Linked DNA regions of Hordeum vulgare: region 1 is linked to region 2. A link is a contact called in public Hi-C data. All regions are on one chromosome and are shown on one strand. Each heading gives the region's core, a stretch centred on a gene start, on an enhancer-like site or on the middle of the called end of the contact. The rest is flanking DNA. Distances are from core to core; before and after follow the strand shown.

Evidence for each region. Hi-C and Micro-C count contacts between places; a contact is called where the count stands out from the background.
Region 1: a contact with region 2 is called in a Hi-C map of seedling, with 2.8 times the contacts expected there. The contact joins two enhancer-like sites. A contact is called at or near these places in 2 of 6 Hi-C or Micro-C datasets (leaf and seedling).

The regions. Positions count from the first base shown.
Region 1 is chr3H:478,490,448-478,496,247 of MorexV3_pseudomolecules_assembly, forward strand. No RefSeq gene overlaps it. Among protein-coding and RNA genes, the nearest start is that of LOC123440235, 66 kb to the left of the region's middle. Within about 2 kb of position 3,839, at least 2 of the 3 cell types and tissues checked have open chromatin away from gene starts, as enhancers often do. A contact at or near this core is called in seedling, where this site is marked.
Region 2 is chr3H:478,236,755-478,242,885 of MorexV3_pseudomolecules_assembly, forward strand. No RefSeq gene overlaps it. Among protein-coding and RNA genes, the nearest start is that of LOC123444366, 93 kb to the left of the region's middle. Within about 2 kb of position 3,192, at least 3 of the 3 cell types and tissues checked have open chromatin away from gene starts, as enhancers often do. A contact at or near this core is called in seedling, where this site is marked.

The DNA of each region.
Region 1 (5,800 bases), core at 2,589-5,088, 250 kb after region 2:
TCTCAGATGCGGAAGAAGAGCTGCCGGCCATAGCCGAGCCCCCTCCTCTCTCCGTAGACATAATTCAGCAAAACCTAACCCAATCTATTGCAACCGGGTATATGAAGGTGGGTAAACCTAACCTATCCTGACCCCAACGAGGAAGCTCAAAACCGAGAAGGAATCGAAGCCCTTGTCCGGTCGGAGGGAAGGAATAAAGCTTTTTGACTCAATTGTGGCGAGATCGCCGTCGAGAGGACGAAACCCTAGCTAAAGGTAAGTGGTGTACGGCGCATGTGTGTGTGTTCTGCGGCTGAAGTATTGTTGTTTTGGCGCAATTTGCTATGGGTGCTGCAACACCCCTTAGTGTGTGGGCTTCCGATGCCCCACTCATTAATGTTTGTGCATGGAGATAACAACTATTTTTGTAGAGTTCCTATTGGGTCAAAATTATGGTCAAGCGAGCATGACAACGTAACTCACATAGTACTATCTCTGTAAATTAATGTAAAAGTGTTTAGATAACTAAAATAGTGATCTAAACGCTTTTATATTAATTTACGGAGGGGGTATTTTCTAGAAACAGTACACTTTATTTAACTCATAACGTAACTCACATAGCTAATGTTCCTATGCTGACCCACTTCACGTTGCTTTGAGCACTTTGTTGTCATGTTATGCTCTTTTGGTTTCTGGTAGTTTTTCTTTGAAAAAACATGGTTGTTGTAGTTTTGAGAGCTTGAAAATGTTTAATGTTTTTATAAAAAAATAGTCAAATTTTCAAACCACCATTTATAATTTCAACAAAATTTTCTGAGAAATAGAAAAGAGTGGCAAAAACATTTAATATTATATTTACAAACTTCATATTTTAAAATTTTAAGAAATGTTTGAATGTACCAAAAAATCTTAACAGATTTTCATTATTAATTAGTTTCAAAAAATCTTCATGAATTGCAAAAATATCAAACAGAAAATATGCTCATGAATTTTTTAAAAGTAGAAATTATATAAAATACATAAATAAAATTTATAAAAAGAAACATACCTTTAAACCAAGAAATAAATAAATAAATTTGTAAATAACCAAAAAATAGAACGAAAAATATAAAAAAGAAACGTGGGAAAACAACAAGGAACCAGAAAACCGCTCGAAAAAGACCTTAGCGTAACGAAAAATTGTCCGCTCGTTTCCTACCGAGAGTGGACCATCTTTGTTTTCTGAACTAGGACCTGGCCCATCTCTTTTTTGGCAACGCCCTGGACCATGGGTGTTCCTATGCAGCGCTTTCAGCGCCGCGAATGGGAACTGGCGCTTACAGCAGACCCTCGTCGGCCGGGCCGACCCACGAATGTGACACAAACGCGAATTCTATTCTGTAGCAAAAAATAACTAAAAAAATAGCCATTTTACTGGAATCGAATATGCAGCCTTACACTAGTGAATGTGTTAGGCTAACCACCACACCTACTTAGCACTAGTGACTGAATTCATCGCGTGTATCATAGAACGATTGTAGCCGCATTATTTATTGCACAAAATTTTGTACAATTTTCTTTATAGCTTAGATTTTCGAATTTCTTGTATTCAGTTCCAGAAAACGTGACTGTTTTTGGAAAAATGTGAACAACACTTGAAAATTCTCAGATTTCAAAAAAAAGAGTTACAAGCATGTACAAAAAAATCAATTATTAAAAAACGTTCACAAAATCAAAAGAAGTTTGTGTATTCAAAAAAATCAAGAACTAAAAAAACATGAAGTTTATAAAGTTGATGAAATTTCGAAATAAGTTCACAGATTTGACAAAAAAAACGTACAATTTGAAAAAAGTTCATCGAATTTAAAAATAAGTTCATCAATTTTTAAAAACTTTAATCACATTTGGAAATCATCAAATTATAAAAAAAATAACATCAAATTTGAAAAAAGTTCATCAATTTTTTTAAAAAAATCATCGAATCTGAAAATAGTGCATCAAATTTTGCACTTTAACCGGCGCTGCAGCGCCAAATAGGAAAATGCCTGGACCATATAGTATCGTATCTGCATTTCGGCAGCATTATTGTAAACATTTTTAGGCCTTTCACAAGGGTCTTTTGGAAACAAATATCAGGCCCAATTACATGCCTGCTCATTTTCTGCAACTGTGCTATGATATAATCCACATTTCAGTATTATTATAATCCATATTGTCTGCCAAGATTATATATATTTTGAATCAAAGTCTGCTAAGAATTAGAGCATCAGAATCTAGTCAACATTATTTGCTAGTACAATTGTTGACGGGGTTAGGCCTATGACTTTTGTGTTTCTCTAGGGGCATTTGACAAAAAATGGATTATTATAATTTTATTGTACAACCAGTTTTTTCATATTTTATTATTTTTCCTGAACCCTGAAATGCAGTGGTCCAGTGACATCGGTATGAGATTCTTCCGGATGGTATTATTAGGGAAAAAATGGGTGCATAAATGAAAAATGATGGAATGCGATACACCAAGGTTGAACAATAATTGAGTTCATTTATAATGGATCTTTGCGGTTTGATACATTCATCATTCATATTTGAATGCATTTTCTTAAATGTTGGAAATAACCAGCAGGAATTATCTGGTGGGTGAAACAGTGAAAGAATGCATGGGATCGACTTAGTTTTTTCCAGTGAAAGGTAGGCTTCCCCTTCCATTTTTTATTAAAAATATACACAACATTAGTCTAATTCCTTGACTTAAATAATCGACAGCAACTATGTACTATCCCGCAAAAAAGGACAGCCAATAAGTCGAGTACACTCATTTCAGGGACAGTTAATTTCGGATGAAGGTTGTACTATCATGGTTTACCTTGAATTTTCCATAGCGTTGTTGCATGATCTATAAGCAACACATTATCGGCTGGGACAAGTGTGACCTGACAGCAAACGCACTATTGCTATGTGCTGGTGTTGGGCACACTGCTACATTACATATACATGTACAAGCACACTTGTTTCTTTCTCTGTTGAGAAGATCTTACCGACTTGTGCGCCCTGTGAAGATCACTGGCACACTTGTTCCTATGCGATATTCGACGAAGATTATGATTCCCTTTTGTTAGTTTTGGGTTATTCCGGAATCTCGGTTGCCGCGATGCTATGAATTTGTGATGATCTGCACCGGTTCAGAAGATGCTTGTTCAGTTTCTAATTCTCGGTGAATGCTGCAATCAGGTACCAAGTTGTTTCTTGTTTACAACCGTCCATGAGGCAAGTTGGTGATTGATACTTTTTACAGCGATTTGCCGACTCAATAACAAATGCAGGCCGAGCTCTAGAACTTGTGCACATGCATGCAAGTAGGCAGCAGAGGCAGGCTAGCAGTGAGGCAAACTGCATCGAAGTTTTGATCAGCTGCCGGCCGGTGGTTGCTGCCTGCCTGCCTGCTAGTAGCGCCTAGTGGGCAGGTGGCAGCACGCATCGACCTACGATCGCTTCAGCCGCTGGTTACCACAACATGCATATCATATATCCATGGTAGCTATGGATGCGATGCGACGATTCCTTGGCACCTTCAACGGCGACAGCTTGACGTACGTACATTTGCATTGCATCATAGATAGACGATATGAATCAACCATTGAGAAGCGTAGCCGTCCAGCGAGCAGCACGATCTGAATCTGATCGCCCGAACCCTGGGCCCTGACGAGAGCATCGGATATATGCATGGATCCGAGCCGACGATCGGCCGGCCAACGCTGCAACGACCACCACCCGTCGTATCTCCATGCCGAAACCACCAGCCACCGGAGGTCCCGACGGGTCAAGACGGCAGGCAGCCCACGCACATGCGACGCGTATATGTGCGCGCCGCGGCGGCACGCACCTAACGAACACGGCCACATGCAGGCGCAGAGGTCCCTTCCCGGCCGAGGCGGATGGACGGACATGCGTATCTCGCTGGGGATCTCGGCGCCCCGGCCCCGGCGCACGAGCTCCACGTCATCGCCATTGCCGTGCATGCATGGATGCATATCCTCCGTTCCATTGGATCCTGCGGAAAACCAATGGGCTCCGTGATGCATGCCGCCGCGCCGCGCAGGGACTGGCAGGGCGCGTGCATGGGGTGGCTCGCGGGCGGTCGTTAAAACCGTTGCAAGTTGCCTGTAAACTGAGGAGGAGTGCCGGTGATTCGTATAGGATTCTACGTAGTAATCTCGAGGAGAGCTGCAGGGCCGCTCGCTTATGTGATTCTGTCTGACTAGGTCGCTGCCAGCTTAATCTGCTCGTCGAGGGCGATTTGACGCCTTAGTTTACTGATCCCTGGTGGTTTCTCGGCTTCATTTACTGATGGCTGGTGATTTGACCTTGATCTACAGCAGCTGCCATCTGCAGAACGATTTTTTTTTTTTTGGTTTTGTTTTTGGGATAGCTCACCATCCATGCTGAATGGTATCTGCAGAACGATTTTGTTAGTATACTAATGTACTTATACAATACAAGTAGCAAAATTATTTTACAAATGTCTCTTGTATGGAATATGTGCACGTTCATGGGGATTCAGTTTTCTGTTGTCGATCTTGTGCTATAGTTGGATCTTAATTCACCATACAATATTCGTTCGTTCTCGCATTATGCAATATTTGTTCATACATACTGTTGAATATGCGGTTGTTTAGAAAACATAAATATATTAAAATTTGTTCTTGCCTTGATTTGTATTTTAAGATGATTATGTATCAATCCTTCTCCGCCTTCTAACATGGTATTAGAGCGTTGAGGTCTTTCCGTTGTCGCCCTCACTTGCATGCCGCCGCTGCGGCGCCCCTTCAGGCGTAGCGCCGCGCCACGCGATCCACGTCGCCGCCCGGAGGTCTTCACGTCGTCGCCCCGACCAGCCTGCCGTCGCTGCGACGCCCCTTCGGGGAGTTGCCCCGTGGCTCGCGGTCCACTTTGTCGTCTCCGTGCGTCCACTCTACGTGGTATGCGTCGCGCTGCCTTCCTTGGCACCGGAGCGCCACCATCCATGCTAGTCTTTGTCACGCTGTCGGGTTCTTTCTCGCCTATTTCGAGCATCGCCGCCGCACTCCTAACCAGCCGCGGCCGCCGCTCCTTTTCGGCGACGCTGCGGCTCACCCACCCGAGCCACGTTGCGCCTCTTATTCGGCGCCATTGTAGCTCGCCCACCCGAGCCGTGCCGCCCGTCCACCCCCTTGGCCATCCGTCCAGCATCAGCTCATCGCCAGCGTCGCCGTCGTCTACCCCGACCACTTCATCTACTCCGACCACCGCGGGCGACATCCCCCCTGTCGATTGGCGCTGCAACCGTCGTTGAGTCTCCTTCTCTGCTGGCCCCTCCGACTCCTCGACATAGTGTATAACTTGTGCAGGTCCCTCATCTACGCATGCCCGGTGCTGGCAACACTGACGCGTGCCTTCGTCCCCGATGTGTTTCCAGACCTGGCAAATTTGGAAAGGACACATCATCAACATCATCTTCGTCTGTCTACGCATGCCCAATGTTGACAACACCGATGTGTGCCTTCGCCCACAAAGTGTTTCCGGGCTTGGCAAACCCGGTGCGACGCGTCGTCAACTACGTCTCTTTCCCTGCGCATCACTACTTCGACACCACTACGCCCATCCCTAACTCAGCGCCTCCTTGCGCCTGCGGCTTCACGGTGACTTCCTCCAGACCGGCTACCCTAACTCAACATCGACCACGACGTTCTTCGCACGGCTACCTCAACTCACGGCTCTCTCGATCACGGCTACACCACCCAACGCTCTTGGCTACCTCGACAAACGGCACGAAGGGCTACCGCCTTGCTTGAGAAACCTCGTC
Region 2 (6,131 bases), core at 1,942-4,441:
ATAAAAAATTATTCACTAGATAAAATATATTCCTTTATAAGAAAGTAAATGTCCGTCACTTATTTAAAATATATATTATTTTACTAAATAATTGTCCAATGGATATTTAAATACAGTTCATAGATTTTTTTTCTGTGGAATACATTCTCATATGAATACATGTTCATATACTAAAAATAAAAATAAATGAAATATACTTACTTTTAACTAATAATAATAAACAAACCATAAAAGGAAAGTAAATTATTGCAAGAAAATAAAAGCACTAATTTATTCGAAACTGAACAATTGACATTGCATAGAAATATCAGAAGTAGTGGATAACAAAAAATGCCTACTTAAAGCCAGAGATTAAAACAGAATAAAACAAAGTAAATAACAGAAAGTACCTTTTTGAGCTTGTTCTCCAAAAGACCCACATGAATAGTAAATCCTAAAAAAATCAAAATCATTTCAAAAAATTATGAAGTTTTTTTGTGATAAACTTTGACAAATTTCTAAGTGCTTGTAAATTTTTATTATGAGACCGCATTCGTGTAAACCATGGAAAAAAAACAAAATCGGTGTTTAAAAATTCATTGTTTCTGTTATTCGTCACGCTTTCCTCTAATGTGATCTCATGATGAAAATTTGCAATCGTTTCGAACATTTGCCAAACTTTTAAAAAATAGAATTTTATAAAATGTTTTTTTTCAATTTTACAGTTTATGCGGGTGGATTTGTGCTCGAGCTCAAATACTCCACTTCCTTAAATAACCAGGCTGAAAACTAAAATGGGCCAATCCAGGCGGACGCGGGTGCACATTATTGTTGGGCTTACGGCGTATAATACCTCAGATTGTGAAATCATTAATTGGGGAGTATACCTTTAAAAAATGACTCTCACCTTTTCTGGTTACGACAAGTGACACATTGCATGCACGTTATTTGTCGCAACCTGAAAGTTCTTCCTTTTTTCCTAATCTCGTACCGTTTGCATCTTTGGGTTTCTCACATCGAGATATTCAAAATTAGATCACATGTCGACAGTTTTTTGACGAACATACTTTATGAAAAAAGGATAAAAAAACAGTGTCTCTCATGATAGGAAAAAATAGTAAACACGTCTTTTTACTTTTTTCTTTTTCGAGAGGCACGGGCATGCCTCTCACAAAGGCAAAATCGTGCCTCTCGCGGAAGTAAAACAGTGGCTCTCACGAAAAAAATGCGTTTTTCTATTTTCAAGAGGCCCGGGCGTGCCTCTCACGAAAGTAGAACCGTGCCTCTTGCAAAAAATAAATAGAAAACATGTCTCTTTTTATTTCTGAGAGGCATGAAAGTGCCTCTCGCGATAGCAAAATCGTGACTCTCACAAGAGCAAAACCACGTCTTTTAAAAAAAAAACAGAAAACACGTTTTTTTCGTTTTCGAGAGGCAAAACCGTGCCCCTCGAGAGTCAAAACTGCGCCTCTCGCAGAAGCAAAACCATGCCTCTAGCGGAAAAAGCAGAAAGCACGCTTTTTTTGGATTTTTTTGTGTTTTTTTCATCAAAAGGCTAAAGAAGCACTAAAAAACCGAAACACAATTTGTTTTTGAGAAAGAACTAATCTAAAAAGGAAAAAACACGTGCGAAAAAAATGAAATCCGAAGAAAACACTTAGAAAGCGGCACGTGGCGGCGGCTGAGAACGCGGTAAGTGGCGACACGTGGTAGTGCTCGCTGAAAGATTCCTGAAAGAACGCTCACTAACTAGTTGCTCTCAGCTCCTCCCTGAACGCGAGTTCAAATTTTGTTTTCTTTTGTTACCTTTCTCGAGTATTTTATTCTAAGCCCGGAGCTCATGTTTAACCGGTGAACAATAAAATCAAAACAAATGTAGAAAGAATTTAAAATTTCTCATATTTTGCGTGAAAGAGATTTTAATGCGTGAGGTTTGTGCCAAATTTTAAAGCATTTGGATATGTGAGTAGCTCTAAAAAAATGGATTCAAACAATGCACAAACAATAACTTTTTTATATACCCCAAATTTGTCATTTTTATGAGAGCTTCTGAGAACGCTCTTAAATTTGGATGGACATCATGCACTCAGTCATCTTTCTTCACATATTTTGGATATTTTGAATAAAAAGGTTGTTCACTTCTGGGCTCATCTGCGCTTAGAGCCGAAACATCTCGCTTGATCTTTCTCTTATAATCTATAATAATAACTATATATGGTGGATTTAGCATCGTGCGCGACCGCTCATGCTACATCACAACCAAATTTGGATATCTATTTTTGAATCGAGGCTCATTTGCATCCAATCAGAAAAAAAATAAGAAAATAATTAAAAAAAATCAGAGAACTTAACATTTTTTTATATGGTAGATAATTTAATGCAAGAGGTGTGCTTCAAATTTTAGACCATTTGCACATATGAGTATCTCTCAGCAAAAAAAAGTTAAAATAATACATAAACAGTAAACTTTTTTGAGACCTTAATTTTTTTTGCCGAGAACTATTTAGATGTTCAAATGATCTGAAATTTAAAGCACTTCACGTATCAAATTATCTACCATACAAAAATAATAATTGGAATGCTTTCAATTTTCTAGTATCTTTATGAAAAAAGAAACTTCATCGTGAATGCACATGAGTCTAGACACCCCGAATAGCTGCTCTTTCCTGGCGAATAGCAAGGCGGTGGATTTTCGCAACAGCTCTTGATTTTCTTTGAGCCCGGCAGCTTTTGATTTTGAATTCTTGGATGCGGCTGTGGATTGCAGCAACAGCTCTTGATTTTCTTTGATTCCGGCAGCTTTTGATTTCGAACTCTTCAATGCAGCAGTACGGTAAAGCCCATGTCCCAAAGTTGCACGTTGGACATGTTCATATCTCTCCGTCACAACGGCAACCCTCTCAAAATGAATACTGTAGTAAAATAAATTGGGAATGCATATGTCATCTGCATTCTCCTGGAGTTTTTTGCATTCAAGTACATGCACTCTCATGCTCACCTACAACGAGTGGCTGGCTGAGGAACCCGTGACTACCTAGGAGCACGCTGCTCCACGTTTCCACTTCCCAAAACGCCAGCGCCAAAAGTAGCGCCGAGCCAAGAAAGAGAGAAGGTCCCACGGCGTGTCTGCGTGGAATGGGGTTACCGACGCGACCTGTCCGGCTGTCCCCGTCAGTCCCGCCTCGGCAGCTGGTGTGCCACCGCGCAGTTCCCGCCAAGCTCGGGTTCCATGAACCCTTTCTTCGTGTCCGATGGACACACTGAGGAGATGGGCCCGAGGTACTGACCTAACAAGGACCAATGGGTGCTTTCGTTTGTTTCCCGGTAAGTACCTGACCTGCTCAACTCAAGTGCCTCGATAGCGATGCGAATCCTGTACGTACTTAGTTAATTTTTGCCCAAGGATGTTTGGTTTGTAACTATTTTATTCCTTTCAGTTTCTACATTCGTTTCAGTTTATAGAGTTTATCTCAACATTTTAGTTTTTCCGTTTTATAAGTCTCAGTTCGATTAATCCCCCATCACATATTCAGATTATAAGGTGTATTAACTCGTTGCATGAAAAGATTAAATTTTTTGATCAATGAATGTTAAAATTATTGTTTATGCATGCATGCATTGTAATTAATGCATTGATAAACACAATCTTTTGAGTAAAATGAGCACATTAATTAAGTATTTTTACAAACTATAAAAACTATTTCACCACTCATCATCTACCTTAGTTGATGAGATTTTTGAATTGAGCCCTATAAACCGGAAGTGAGATAGTATACGTAGGTTGCCACATCTAAGATTAGGCAACTTTGACCAACTTGGAGCACCTATAACTGTAACTTGAAACCCAACCCCTCAAACCTCTACGTCCACGTGCACTGATCGGACACGTCTCATATTTGGTATTATGCATTCACATATTTTATATCGGACACCCTATATCCATATACTATACATCCAACGTGGAACTACTCTACGTGATCAAGTATCAGACAACAAAATCAGAAGCAAACGAACACAAGGCCGGCTACAAACGGCCATTAAACATCACCCAAAAGATCATCTTAAGTTCACCCGACATACTTAATAGATTTCTATAACTAAAAACTATATAAACAATGCGGATGGGGGGGGGGGGAGATGAGGACTTCCTCGTCGGGCCCTTACCATTCCGGTCGTCGGCACAACTCTAGCCGTCCGCGACTAGGACAGGGTCTTGGTCGTCGTCGGAGGAGGTGCAGTTGCCGCCGTCTTCGTCGTCGGAGTCCACGAGGGCGATGAGCCCATTCATCCGACAGACCGCCATGTCTTGCTCCCGCTTTAGCTTGGCGATCTGAGTTGCTTTCGTCGTTGCCTCCATCGTATCCGCTCCGACTGCTCGATAGAAAGCGGGCACATCTTTGCATTATTCCATTGGAGGTGCTAAGCGTTCGTCTCCACCGTCATGAGGGACCTGTGGTACATTGAGACGAGGAGGCGTTCGTTCTCATCGGGCTGTGCAGGCATCACACGACGACGACGCGTGGACTGCTCTCCCGCTTCCCTCTCCCTTGCCCATTGCCTCTCACAGCAGGTGACGCTTGCCTCCGATTTCGGAGTGCGCCTCTAGGACGGTGGTGCAGGCACTAGCACCCATCGCTGCCCGCGTGGAGGAGCAATCGGCGGGGAAAGAAGGCGGCACGGGGCCAGTGCTGACTGCACAGTCTAGGCGGGGCAGGCACTGACCGGGAGGGTCTAGCTCCGGCGTTCGCGCTACCGCTCCAGACCTGAACGTGTTGCCGGTGTCCACCTTGGACCACTTCAATGTGATGCGGAGGGCGAGCTCCGAGTCGTAGTCGAGGTCGGGGTCAAAGCGACTCGCGGAGCTTGATTTTGTAGTGGATGGGATCGGAATCGAAGAGGGGGAGGAGAGGACGAAGCGAGAGAGAGTGAGCTAGGGTTCGGAGTGAGGCGCCCGAAGTGGGGGTTTTTGTGGGACAACGATGTGGAGTGATAATCCACAAGTATAGGGGACCGCGATAGTGTTCACGGATAGTATTTCAACATAATTTATTGATTCTACACAAGGGGAGCCAAAGAATAGTTATAGGTCTTTCCAGTTGAGTTGTCAATTCAACCACACCTGGGATATCTCTATACAATAAAGATTTAGTATCATGACAAATAATAGTAGTAATAACAATGACAAGAGCAATTTTAGTAATACTAGTAACAGTAGGAGGTGTGACAATAACAACATCACTAGTAACTTAGCAAGATTCAGTATTTGTAAAGCATAGGCACATGGATGAGCGATGGAAAGATATGGATGACATCAATCACGTAACACTTACACACTAGAGCGACACAGAACTAGCTCCAATTCGTCAATGTAATATAGGCATGTATTCCGTATATAGTCATACGTGCTTGTGATAAGAACTTGCATGAAATCTTTTGTCCTACCCTCCTGTGGCAGCGGGATCCTATTAGAAACTTAGGGATATTAAGACCTCCTTTTAATAGAGAACTGGAACAAAGCATTAACACATAGTGAATACATGAACTTCTCAAACTACGGCAATCACCGAAAAGAATCCTAATTATTGTCACCTTGGGGTATGCGGATGAAGACACATAATAGGTGCATAGAGCTTGCATGATAGGATCCAAATCACTCTTATACTCATGAACACATAATATGTTCAGATCTGAAATCATGGCAATCGGGCCCTAGTGACAAGCATTAAGCATAGCAAAGTCATAACAACATCAATCTGATAACATAATGGATAATAGGGATCAAGCCTTATCAAACTTAACTCGATTACAAGATCAATCTCATCCAAACCTCATCACTATCCAGTGAGCCTACTAAGGAATTACTCACTCCCGGTGGTGAGCATCACGAAATTGTTGTTGGAGAAGGGTCGGTGATGACGCCGACGACGAATCCTCCTCTCTGGAGCCCCTCTCTAGAGCCCCAGACGGACTCCAGATGACCCCCTCCCCCGAGGAAGAACACAAGAGATGGCGGCGGCTCCGTCTCATAAAACATGATGAAATCTTCTCTCAGATTGATCATGTAATCGAGTTAAGTTTGATAGGGCTTGATTCCTAGTATCCACTATATTCTAAGATTGATGTTACTATGTATTTGCTATGCTCAATGCTTG